Linked DNA regions of Pan troglodytes: region 2 is linked to region 1. Evidence: chromatin contacts called from public Hi-C data. All regions are on one chromosome and are shown on one strand. The core of a region is the stretch at or near the end of the contact, and the rest is flanking DNA. Distances in the headings are between cores, read along the strand shown. Region 1 overlaps SLCO2B1 (solute carrier organic anion transporter family member 2B1). Region 2 holds the start of TPBGL (trophoblast glycoprotein like).

Region 1 (6,297 bases), core at 1,480-3,979:
ATGGGGCTAATGTACACCTCGCTCATAGGAGTGATGTGGGGTTGCAGGGCAGAGTTACTGAGCCAGTAGTAAGCGCTCCATAAATGCCGGCCACTGGTGTTGTCTGGCAGGAGCCAGAGGATGGCAGGCTGTGGCGTTACAGTGGTTGGGGATGCTGGGGAAGTGTCTGACTGTCCCAGCTCCAGGTCTTGCCAACTGTAGGAGTAAGGGGAGAATTTGATGGGACCAGTGGGTGGAGGAAGAGGAGTGATGTCTGTGACCAGAAACATACAGGGGTCAGCACAGGACCCTGATGGTCAGTGGGTGTGTTGTCTTGTATATGGGACCAGGCTCTGCAGGTTGAAAAAGGATGGGGTACGTCCCTGAGCCCCCAGCCTAGATCATCAGATGGGAGGGAGGCTGGCTCTGGGTGGTGGGAGAGAAGGGCATAATAAGAACCCTTCAACGTTGATGCATGGCCCTTGGGGGCTGGAACCCCTCCAACCTCATGTTGCCCATGTCTCTGCTTGTTAGAGGAGTGAAGAAAGAAGACAAGACTTTGGCTGTGGGCATCCAGTTCATGTTCCTGAGGATTTTGGGTAAAGATCTTGCTTGGGACCATTGGTGGTGGTGATGGGGTCCAGATGCCCACTGTGTGCCAGGCCTGGGGCACAGGCATGAGCGGAACTCAATCCCTGATCTTAGGGCTCACAAGCTCATGGGGTGACAGACCTGGCCCAGCTCTCCTAGAGCGGGGTATAGAGGCAGAGTCTAGACAGCCCGTCAGGAAGCCACCTCGGATGCAGGGGTGGGGCGGGCTTGAGGGCCAGACAGCCAAGAGGCCCCAGTAACCCAGAGCCCCTGAGGGGTTGTACATGCCAGGGAGGGGGCAGGGTAGGACGGTGGGCCTTCATTGTCCCCTGAGCACCACCTCCCTCAGCCTGGATGCCCAGCCCCGTGATCCACGGCAGCGCCATCGACACCACCTGTGTGCACTGGGCCCTGAGCTGTGGGCGTCGAGCTGTCTGTCGCTACTACAATAATGACCTGCTCCGAAACCGGTGAGACCTGGTTTGATGGCTTGTGGGAAGGGTGCTGGAAATACTCTCAGAGTCCCAGGCAGGATACCAGCAGGGAGGGGAGGTTTCATTTAAGTCTACCTGCTAGGTGACAGGTGTAATTATATATTCAGTGCTGAGCTCACCAGTCCTTCAAGCTAAACACTGCCCCCATCCTTTTATAGATGAGGAAAGTGACAGTTAAAGCAAGTAGCCCAAGGTCACACAGCTAATAACTTGCAGAGCTGGGCCTTGACCACAGAGTCTATGCAGGAACTTGGGGAGAAACAGAGGAGCAGCCATGCTGCGAGAGGGACTTGGGGTGAAGGGCTGGGGAGAAAGCCCTGTCTAGGACACAGGAGGCCTGGGTTTCAGGCCCAGCTCTGTCTTCCTCATCATGGGACTTATCTTGTCTGGGGCTCAGTCTTCCCATCTGTACAAAGGGGAACTCAAAGGAACCTGAAGGCACAGAGGCGGCTGGCCTGGGATGGATGTGGAGAGGACTTGCTAGCAGGGCTGGGGACAGGGAGCTGGTCACTTTCAGCTCTGAGGAGGTGAGGAGGGCACAGTTCCTGTGGGCTGGGACTGTCCACAGGGGGCTTCCTAGAAAAGGAAAAGTCAAACAAGGGCTTTGATAGTTAAACAGGGGAGAGGGAATCCGTTTGTTCTTGTGGCAGGTGGTGCAATATAAAATTGCACTTGTCAGGCCCCCTGAGCCCTTGGGCTCGGAGAGAGGCAGGGCCAGCCCAGGCCACAGAGCAGAGTCCAGGACAGGGCGATGAAGATGGCCAGGCCTCTGCTCCCACCCAGGGCTCCTCTGCAGAGCCTCTCCCCCTCCTCCAGGGAAGAGCCACAGCAGAGGTCAATGTCTCCCTGAGGCCTCAGTATCTCTGATTTCACAATGAGTGATGACTGCTGACGTTCATGCCCTGGCCTGGCAGCTCTTGAGTTCAAGGGTCCCCATTCTTTCCCCAGGTTCATCGGCCTCCAGTTCTTCTTCAAAACAGGTTCTGTGATCTGCTTTGCCTTAGTTTTGGCTGTCCTGAGGCAGCAGGACAAAGAGGCAAGGACCAAGGAGAGCAGATCCAGCCCTGCTGTAGAGCAGCAATTGCTAGTGTCGGGGCCAGGGAAGAAGCCAGAGGATTCCCGAGTGTGAGCTGTCTTGGGGCCCCACCTGGCCAAGAGTAGCAGCCACAGCAGTACCTCCTCTGAGTCCTTTGCCCAAGATTGAGTGTCAAGAGCCCTGTGTTCCATTCTGGCTCCTCCACTAAATTGCTGTGTGACTTCAGGCAAGACATTGATCCTCTCTCAGCCTTTGCTTGCTAGTCTGAACCAAAGAGTTGTTTGGGCATTTGCTGTGTTGGCCATTTCTGGAGCAAGAGGGTCTTCTTCCTCCTTCCCCCAGCCAGCCAGCTGTCCTGGAGCCAGGCTTTCCTGGGTGGAAAGAAGTATACCTTTCCCTGGGGCCCTAGGATAGCAAAGTGAGCCATAGTGGGCCAGGCTGCCCTCCATGCTGGGCCCCAGCCCAGGTCTGCACTCGCCTGGATCACCCTCTTTGAGCCTTAGCCATCTCCTGTCAGGTGGGAATGAACTTGCCAGCCTTCAGGCTCGTTCAGCTGTGACCATCTGTGCGGTCAGGGTACATTCAGATCTCCTCCCCAACTCCAACAGCCTTTAAGAAGTGTCCCTTTGGCGCCCCCTGGAGGCAGAGCACTGAGCTGGACCCTGGGTAGACTCCCACAGGGAGAACGGAGCTGGCCTCAGGAGTGGGACACCCAGACTTGGCAGGGCCTTCAAGAGGCCTGTGTGGGGGCCCCAGGAAACCTTAGCTGAAGCAGGGAGACTCACTCTCCATCTCAGGAAATTCTAGCCCTTGCCCTCAGGGAGCCACGGTTGAGGGTGAGGCCCAACACCTGCCTTAGGGCCCTGGGTGGGCAAGTCCGGGCCCTGGGGTAGGGAGGGAGACTCAGGCCCACACTTGGGTATTTTCTAATTTCAGACAAACACACACTCAGCGCGCACTCACTGATTCCTACACATTGCCAAGATTTCACACATGTGACCAGGGGCCACGAAAGTCCCTGTGACCTTTGTGACTAGGATCCTAATTTCTCTATTTTCTCTTGGGTGCCTGGGTCTGTGTCACCTGGGGCAGTGTGGATAATGTTTAGTTCTGTGACACTGTTTTTTGGGGGTGGCACCTGGTTCTCCGATGCCTGGGCTGGCATCAGGCCCAGGACTGTAGTGCTGGGAGCAGTAAAGCTCAGCTCTGTGTAATGAGTGATGCTATGGCTTGCTCGGGTCTTATGATCCAATCCTTTTCTACATCAGGCCTTGTTTTGTTTTATGGCTAGTCTTATCTGGCCTGGTTATTTCCCTGCGGGGAGGAGAGGGTTTGCTAATCTGCTCCCAGCCCAACCTATTACCACCCCACCTCGCTGGGACCTGCTGCTCGGGAGGCAGCAGACAGGGAGCCACCAGCAGTGGCTTCCTGGCCCTGTGCTGGGGGTGGGGGGAAGCTGGGGGCACATGTGGCCCTTGCCTTCTGAGCAGCTCCCAGTGCCAGGGCTTTGAGACTTTCCCACATGATAAAAGAAAAGGGAGGTACAGAAGTTCCAATTCCCTTTTTATTTTGCTGGTTGGTATCTGTAAATGTTTAATAAATATCTGAGCATGTATCTATCAATGCCAAGAATTTCAAAGTCTCCTTCAACAATATGAGGCTTTTAGGATGTTTATATTCCTTCATCCCTCTTGTTTCCCAGGTTTTGCAGGGAAAAAAAGTCTGGAATTATAGATACGGCTTACTATTAAATTTGTTCTTGCATAATGTCTCTTCTATTACAAAAATTCTTTCTTTATAAACTGCATTAGAGGTTTGCAACAACCACATCATTTCCATTAACTTAGATTTAAGTTTTACTGGATTCATTGCTCACCATTATCGCTTGTATATTACATCTTTTCCAATCTTTATATTCTGGTCTAATTTTTGTTTGAGTGTCTTCGTCTACTAATGGTTTCAAAAATGGAATAAGGTCATGAGGATTTCTGAATCCTCACCTGTCCGAATTGTCATTCACATTTTATAGAAGAGGAAACTGGCTCAGAAAGCACAAGTGACTTCCCCAAGATCACACAGAAAATAAATGATGGAGCCAAGGTTGGATGTGTAGACCTTGTGGGAACTGAAGCTTTTATAATTTGAGGAGCCCTCTTTAAGAAAAATATACAAAATTATGAATATAAAATTAGGTACAAGGTACCTATATTTACCTATAATGAGAAAAGAAATCAAAACAGATACATCACACAATCCCCCCAAAATGCGTAATACTTTTATTAACTGCCCTGCTTAACCTCTGAGACACATTTTCTCCCCCTGATGATTAGAAGAATTTTCCACAGACTAGCTTCTGGCTCTGTACATTTCAAACCTGGTTTCTCCTGTTTCTTGTCTACTGCCCATATACTTCCTGGGCTGGGTGCCATGACACACATTCATATCACGATATGACCTCTGCATATGGCAACTTAGTATCACCATGCCAAGTGAGCTGGGCAGTGGGTAGAATTCCTAGAAGCTATTCTCTACACAGAGATTACTAGCAATGATTTATCTATACACAGAGAACCACATAAATATTAATATATCCTCTGTTTCAGAAAACCACATAAACATATCCCAGTGAACCCAACTCAAATCAGTCCCCCACTCAGCTTCCCCTTGGTCAGATCCCAGAAGTGCCCATGGCCACTCCAATTATCCCATATAAAGGAAAATTGAAACACAAGGGAAGTTGGAGTGGGAAGAAAATAGTAATTTTGATTGTGGTTAAAGTATCTTACCTTTGCAAATTTTACAAAAATATGACAACGTGAACACATCGCTGAGGCCCTCCCTGGATCTGGGGAGAGTCCTGGATGCTCAAGCTGCATTCACATCACGGTGAGTCCGCCTCTTGGTTGAGCCAAGATCTGAAGGAAAAGACGAGGTCCTTGTGCCTAAAGTCTTCCAAACTGGCCATGGTGAGGAGACTCAGGAGTTACCCAAGAGATAAATGGGTCGAGAGCCAAGGGGTGGAGCAAGTCAGGGCCAGAGGGGTTTTCCAGGCCCTGTGGGGGTCCCAGGGAAGTCCTCTCCCCTAATATAGCCTCTGGTCAATGAAGAGCCACAAGCATTTGCATCTGCAAGCTTACTTTCTTACACTGTACCAGGAAGCTGGGAGGAGAAGACATTAAGTCTCCCTGCTAGATTGTGCTGGTGTAAAGTCAGCAGAGGACAGGACTCAGACCAGAACTGACATCCTGATGCCTAGGTTTCTTTTCTTGTAGACTCTGGGAAGGTCTGGGATGCTAGATGCTGGGAAGTTCTAGGGTAGGCAGATGACCCATCAGGAGCTGGCATCCAGGGGTCATGACTGACATGCAGATAAGTGAAAGAGAACTCAGCGACATCCTCACCATTGCCTGGAGGTGTTGAATTCTTTCCCCTTCACATACCTTTGCTTATGCTGTTCCCTCTGACCTGGGTTATCTTCTTCATCCCCATCCCACAGCTTGTCTCTCCATCCCCACTTCATAAAGTCCTACCCAATCTTCCAGGCCCAGCTCAAAGGCCACCAACTCCAGGAAGGCAACATGGTATAGGCAATGGGGGGCAAGTGACAACCACCTCTGGGGATCTGATCAAAGGCATAGACTCTCCACTAAATATAAAACAACACACACACACACAGACATATACACAATTGTGCATATGATTTCAGAGGTTGAAGACCATATGATGCCTGGGTGTAGACCTCCTAAGCATCCCAGGTCCCCAGTCAAAAGCCCTTAATGGAGTGAAAAGATTATAGAGTTGTGGAGAGAGTCAGGCTTGGGATCAAATATTGACTCTGCCACTTATTACAGTGTGACGATGAACAAATGATTTAACCTCTGCACCTCAGTTTGCTCACCTGCAAGTGAGGTTGAGCATGCCTAGCTCCTATCTCCCAGAAGCTGTGAGGACCGGGTAAGATCATGTACATGCTCACAGGCACCACACCTGATGATCAGGATTTGTAAGCTCCCTTCCCCTTCTGTCACTGAAAAAATTTCATAAACACATAGAGCATCAGAGTCGGAGGGGGAAGTGACAACAGAGGGAGGAACACACCTCCTTTGCCCTACCCTGGCCACAGCTCCGTTGTCCCCAATCTCTCCTCCACTGTCAGCCAAGGCTCAGCCAGCCCAGTCTTATCTCTCCCCACAGCCA
Region 2 (6,297 bases), core at 1,953-4,452, 36 kb after region 1:
CTCTAATTGATCAGTGAAGTTCAAAGGATGGAGAGGGAAGCCATGAGGGCTCCCTGAAGGGGGCAAAACTCACAAGTCCTGAGGGACAGCTGACTGGACTGGAGAAACAGAATCAAGAGGAGAGCACCCCAGCTGGGGCAAACAGTCCAAGAAAAGAGACTTCCACCAGATGCATCAGAGAATAAACACACAGCCTCAGACTCAAGTGGACACACATTTATTGAATACTTAATGCATACTGAACACTGGCAAATCTAAGATGGAGAGCGCTGTTCCTCCAAAGAACAGAGATCCCTCAGCCCCAATGGCTCGCAGACTTGATTCCTTGGGGAACTTGGACAGAGAGAAATTGGTTCCAGGAGAATTTAGACGGGAAGCACCTTTACAAAGTGGGAAGAGAGGAGAGGAGGCTGAGTAAAGGCCATACAGAGAGACAAGCAGAGACTCATTAACATCCACCACAAATCTGCTGTGTTGGAGAAGGAAAGAACATGGAACAGGGAAAAATGACATGGGAGCTAATTAGTCCCAGAGAGGGGCAATGCCTTACCCAGGGTCTGGCAGGACGGGTGCTAGGCCCCCAGACCCAGGTGAAATGTTTTTTCTTGTTTTGAGGCACTTTCAATTCACTTTATCATAACAGCCCTGAGAGGAATAGGAAGAACAGGAATTTAAAGCCTATCTACCTTATAGAAGAGGAAGGTGACAGCCCAAGATTGAGAAAGGCCTGAGGTCACACCAGATCAACCATGGCATCCATTCCCAGCCTCAGCTTCTTGGGGTCAGGATAAGCATTCCTTGTGGTGCAGGACCCTCTCAGATGCAGCCCACCATCTTGGACAGAGTCCTGGGCAAGGACCCTGGGGCCAGGTTTCTAGGCTAAACTCTGAAACCTTGACAGGGGCCGTGGGGCCCCTCTGGCCTATTTCCCCATTTGTGCAAAACAGAGGACATTTGCCTTATTCTCTGGCACCTGATGATTCTAAATTCTCTCCAGGCCTCATTTCCCCAAATGAGGTGTTGAGCACCCCCCCAATCAAGGCTGCCTGTGGTCCTGCAGCTCCTTTCCTGGGGGGCAGCAGGGGAGGGGGGCATCAGCCAATCTGAGGCCAGCCACCACGGGGGCCTGGGGAAGGAGTTCCAGCCTTGGTAGTGGTCTGATTCCTCAGGGACTGGACGCAGACAAGGAAACACAGACTTCTGTTCATTCAGTCTGTCATTTGCACCACACACTCTGCTGAGATAGTCTCTATACTGGAAACACAAAAGTGAAAACGACCTAGTGCCTCCTACCAGGGGAGATGTCAGAGCTGGGGCATGTTGCTGTGTGGGCCGGGGTTTAGGGGAGTGCTATAGCTGGGGGCCCAGCTCCAGTGGCATCTACTTGAGCACGTGTGCCCATGTGAGAAAAGACATCACCAGCCTGTTACCTCCACAGACCAAGGGCATGGTGCAGGGCAGGAGGAGTAGGGTCTGACTGTGCTAGCCAATCTCTGGGTCCCTGTGCTTGGCATGGCTTAAGCATGGGCCTGTAAGCTTGCCCTCTGAGAATGTACCCACGAACCTGCATGGGCTCAGAAGTGTGCATATTCAAATATGTATGTCTTTATGAATTTATGGACACATGCCAGGACGCACTCAAACCTACGATCCTATGTCCACATATGAATGAGTCTGCATGGACTTGCATGAGACACATCTGAGCTCTCATACCTGGGAGAGTTAAGACAGGGGGTAGGGAAGAGAGAGGGGCTTGGAGGAGGGGAGAGCTGGGAGACCCCCATCATCACCAGCTCTGTTCCTTAATGTTGGTCCTTGCCCAAGACCCAGGCCACTGCAGGGTCTGCCTCTTCTCCTTAAGTGGTATTGATCCTTTGGTCGATCTGTTAAATATAACCTCAGGGAAGGAGTCAACATAACAACCGTACCCAATTCAGGAGAAAGAGACTGATTCTTGGGAGGAGGGGGGGAGCCTCTATTCCAACCAGCTCTGCTGATACCCGAATGGCCTGCGGATCAAGTGTCAGCCTCTCCAGCCTGAATAATTCATGCTAAGGCCAGGAATCCTCCCTTCTCAGGAGCCTGTCTCTTTAAATCAGGTTTAGAGCTTCCCAGTTCTGGGGGGGAAAAAAATCCAGAACAAAACAAATCTGTAAACAGCTCAGCCCCCCACCCCGCTCAGCCCTGGCCCCTTCTGAGACCCCCAACTCCATGCTGCAAAATCTGCTCCTGCTCTCCCAACCTCTGGTGCCCCAAACCCCACTCACAGGCGGAGAAGCCTGGAGGGACTAGTTGACAGTGTCCAACGGAACCCCAGGAGTCTTAAGAGGTTTGGGGGCAGGGAGTGAAAGCAAAGAGCAGAATCACTACACCCCCGGGTCTCTGTGCCTAGGACAGTGCTTGGCAGAGAAGCCCAGCTCGGTGGAGGAAACCACATGGGGGAACTCCTGGCAGAGGCAGAGCAGCCAGAGTTGGTGGGTGGGAGGGGAGCGGGTGCCACAGACTTCTCCTGAGAATGGGATGGGATGGGATGGAGAAAAAGCTGGTCCCATAGGACCTGCAGGGGTGGTGACACAGCCAGGTCTAATGGAACTAGGGTCGCAGAGGAGGAAGCAGAGACTGGGGATTTTCCAGTCTCTCTGCCTTAGGAAGAGGCCGGAAAATGAGTAACTTTCTCAGTCCACCCCTCATCCCTTCCTCCGGTAGTAGGAGCAGCTCTAAAGTCCTCCCCAACCCCCGAATTCTCCTTGGTGGTGACCCACCTGCCTGCTCTCCGCAGTCGGGCCCCGCCCCACACGTGCTGGAGAAGGAGGAGGAAGGACCCAGCTTAAATGTTGGGGGTGGAGGAGGAGGAAAACCAAGTCGGAGCCTCCAGGAGCCAAACTTCTCGGCAGCCCGGAGGGGCGGGGGCGGAGAGGATGAAGAGAAAGCGCAGCAGCCGACAGCCCTGATTCTCGGGAGCCTCCCACCCCGCCTCCCACGGCGAGGAGGGCGCGGAGACTCCGCTGGGGGCGGAGGACGAGACCGGGAGGCGGGGAGGGGGGAGGCAAACCCTGCCCACTCGGCTCGGAGCCCGGAGCGGCCGCGGAAGCCGGAGGCCGGCGCGCAGGGCGAGGGCACCGGGGGCGGGGGGCTCCGCTCCCCGTCTGACCCCTCTCGCCCCCGGCCAGTCAGCCAGTAAGTGCGGCTCCTCAGACTTTCGAGACAGCGAACGGACCGACCGGGACTGCCAGCCGCTCCGGGTCAAGGACTCGCCCCACCCGTGCCCCCCACCAGGCGCTCCCAACTCACTGGTGAGCGCGGCGGCCCGGGCGCTGGATGCGGGGGCGGCCGCGATGGCCCCGCGCGCGGGACAGCCGGGGCTCCAGGGGCTGCTGCTCGTGGCGGCAGCGCTGAGCCAGCCCGCGGCACCCTGCCCCTTCCAGTGCTACTGCTTCGGCGGCCCCAAGCTGCTGCTGCGCTGCGCGTCGGGAGCCGAGCTCCGCCAGCCTCCGCGGGACGTGCCGCCCGACGCGCGCAACCTCACCATCGTAGGCGCCAACCTGACGGTGCTGCGCGCGGCCGCCTTCGCCGGCGGGGACGGGGACGGCGACCAGGCGGCGGGCGTGCGCCTGCCGCTCCTCAGCGCGCTGCGCCTCACGCACAACCACATCGAGGTGGTGGAGGACGGCGCCTTCGACGGGCTGCCCAGCCTGGCGGCGCTCGACCTCAGCCACAACCCGCTGCGCGCCCTGGGCGGCGGCGCCTTCCGCGGGCTGCCCGCGCTGCGCTCGCTGCAGCTCAACCACGCGCTGGTGCGCGGCGGCCCCGCGCTGCTGGCCGCGCTGGACGCTGCGCTGGCACCGCTGGCCGAGCTTCGCCTGCTGGGCCTAGCGGGCAACGCGCTGAGCCGTCTGCCGCCAGCCGCCCTGCGCCTGGCGCGCCTGGAGCAGCTGGACGTGCGCCTCAACGCGCTGGCCGGCCTGGACCCCGACGAGCTGCGCGCGCTGGAGCGCGATGGCGGCCTCCCCGGGCCGCGCCTGCTGCTCGCCGACAACCCCCTGCGCTGCGGCTGTGCCGCACGCCCCCTGCTGGCCTGGCTGCGCAACGCCACGGAGCGCGTGCCCGACTCGCGGCGCCTGCGCTGCGCCGCCCCGCGGGCGCTGCTAGACCGGCCGCTGCTGGACCTGGACGGGGCGCGGCTTCGCTGCGCGGACAGCGACGCCGACGCTCGCGGAGAGGAGGCGGAGGCCGCCGGCCCGGAGCTGGAAGCCTCCTACGTGTTCTTCGGGCTGGTGCTGGCGCTCATCGGCCTCATCTTCCTCATGGTGCTCTACCTAAACCGCCGCGGCATCCAGCGCTGGATGCGCAACCTGCGCGAGGCGTGCCGGGACCAGATGGAGGGCTACCACTACCGCTACGAGCAGGACGCCGACCCGCGCCGCGCGCCCGCGCCCGCCGCGCCCGCGGGCTCCCGCGCCACCTCCCCGGGCTCGGGGCTCTGAGCGGCGCCCCCGGGCTCGGGGCTTCCCTTGCCTGGCCCGAAGCCGTGGAGATGAGACACCCGCGAGCCCTGAGCTCTGAGACCTTCCCCTGACTCGGAGGCGCTAAGCCGTACCCTCTCGTTCCCGCCTCCGAGAGCTCCCACCGTCAAAGACCCAGAGATAGCCGGTCCGAATCCAGAAACCCCGCCTGCCCACCCTAGTTTCCGAAACCTCCCTCCTGAACCACTGAAAGTCCGTTCCCCGTCTCGGAGCTCACACAGAATCTGTCCTTCAAGGCCAAAGCTCTGAGACTTGCCCCCAGCACCCTGTGCTTGGAGCTCCGACACCCGAGACTGCACTGACCTCCCTCGCCAGCTCGGAGCCCTCAGTCCCCTCCGGGGCTTGAGGGCCCTTCCATCCCATTCTGGACTCGAAGCACAGCACCCCCATCAGAATGGTTTTGTGGATTTTGAGCCCTTTGTCCCATCCCAGAGCTCAGAGCCCTCCATCCTGCTTGGAGGCCCAACCCTGGGGCTCTGAGGATTGGGCACCCTCCCCTCATCTAAGAATATATTTCATACCCCTGCCCCCCCTTCACCCACCCCCGCCTCTGGCTCAGGCCCTTCCCTTCCTCGGCTCAGGCATGGGGCTCAGCTCCTAGTCTGTCCCTCCCATCCCAGGGACAAGCACAGCCCATCTAGCCTTAGTGTGGAGCCAACTCTCAGCCTTTCCCACCAGGGCGCTGACCTCCCGATACTCAGTGCTGGTCCCCAGTCTCAGACTCTCAGCTCTTCACCCCGATCTGACTTTCGTCCTCCTGCCCAAGCCTTAGGCTCTTGACCCCCCCCATACCCAATGCTGGCACTCAGCACCCACCCCTGCCATTCACTAGTCAAGGTCCAGTGAGGAATCCGTCCCTGGGATGTCCTCATCCCCTTTTCCTCCCAGGACGAGCTCTTCAGTCCTGCCGGATAGGTGCAGGTGCCATGCACCCCTAGTGCATACTGGCAGATCCTTGTAGGGAAGGAGAGAGTCTTGGGTGTGTGAAAGGGATAGTGGGGCATCGTGGCCTCAGAGAGGGGCAGGAAGTGGGGTCTGAAGGGCTGGAAGTTGCTGCCCTTCGATTTCTCTATGCTCTCTCCCACCCCTGTGGCTCTTCGCCCTTGGGGATTCCTTGCCACCACCGCTACCACCACCACCTCACCCCGTGTATCTTCTGAAAGAGAAGTAGGTCTTTCCTCCTGCCTCAGGCACAAGCCCTCCTGGTTCAGGGTCAGAAGCTCAGCACCTTGCCTTCTCCATGATCCCAAAGCACAATTGGTGAGTGGGGGAGAGGACCCCCTCTCCCTGACTCCCCACCCTCTAGATCAGGCAGAATGGCTGGCCTGTGCTGCGTCTGCACACAGGAAGTCACCTTCCTTTAATATATTGGCTTGAAGCCTGCCTGCCCTCCCCATACCCAGAAAATCTGGATCTCCCTTGAGCAGTTTTCTATAAAGTCTGCAATAATCTCAGATACTCTACTCTTGTTAGTGGTGCTGTATCATTCCTGCTGACCTTGGAGTATTGATGGGGGTGGGAGGGGACTCTTGGGAGGGCATTTTGGACCTCTTTTTGGTGGGGCAGTGACCCTTGATGCGTTCTCCCAGACTGTGGGAGAAGAAATGGGTTCTGATTGCACATAGCAGGATTAAGGTTAGATACATGGAGGGACTTCCCATTGGGATGACATTGTTCCCCAAGCCAGCCTGCTTTCTATCATCGGAGGAGGGGTTATGCACAGCCAAAGTGGGATTCGACACTTCCTCTACATCCTCTTCCCTCCCGTTCCTCA

What was found. A called contact is a pair of places that touch in the nucleus more often than the background predicts.
Region 2: a contact with region 1 is called in a Hi-C map of induced pluripotent stem cells, with 1.7 times the contacts expected there. The contact joins the promoter of TPBGL here to the enhancer-like site in region 1. A contact is called at or near these places in 2 of 7 Hi-C or Micro-C datasets (induced pluripotent stem cells and stem cell-derived neural progenitor cells) and 1 of 1 datasets of contacts at active chromatin or transcription factors (stem cell-derived excitatory neurons).

What each region holds. Positions count from the first base shown.
Region 1 is chr9:77,228,127-77,234,423 of NHGRI_mPanTro3-v2.0_pri, forward strand. It overlaps SLCO2B1 (solute carrier organic anion transporter family member 2B1), which reads left to right. Exons shown (of 14, transcript XM_016921614.4): 12 at 514-578; 13 at 920-1,040; 14 at 2,013-4,013. The coding sequence ends at 2,193. Among named protein-coding and RNA genes, the nearest start is that of TPBGL, 35 kb to the right of the region's middle. Within about 2 kb of position 2,730, at least 1 of the 24 cell types and tissues checked has an H3K27ac peak or open chromatin away from gene starts, as enhancers often do. A contact at or near this core is called in induced pluripotent stem cells, where this site is marked.
Region 2 is chr9:77,263,182-77,269,478 of NHGRI_mPanTro3-v2.0_pri, forward strand. It overlaps TPBGL (trophoblast glycoprotein like), which reads left to right and starts at 3,203. Exons shown (of 1, transcript XM_522111.8): 1 at 3,203-5,977. The coding sequence starts at 3,336. The coding sequence ends at 4,484.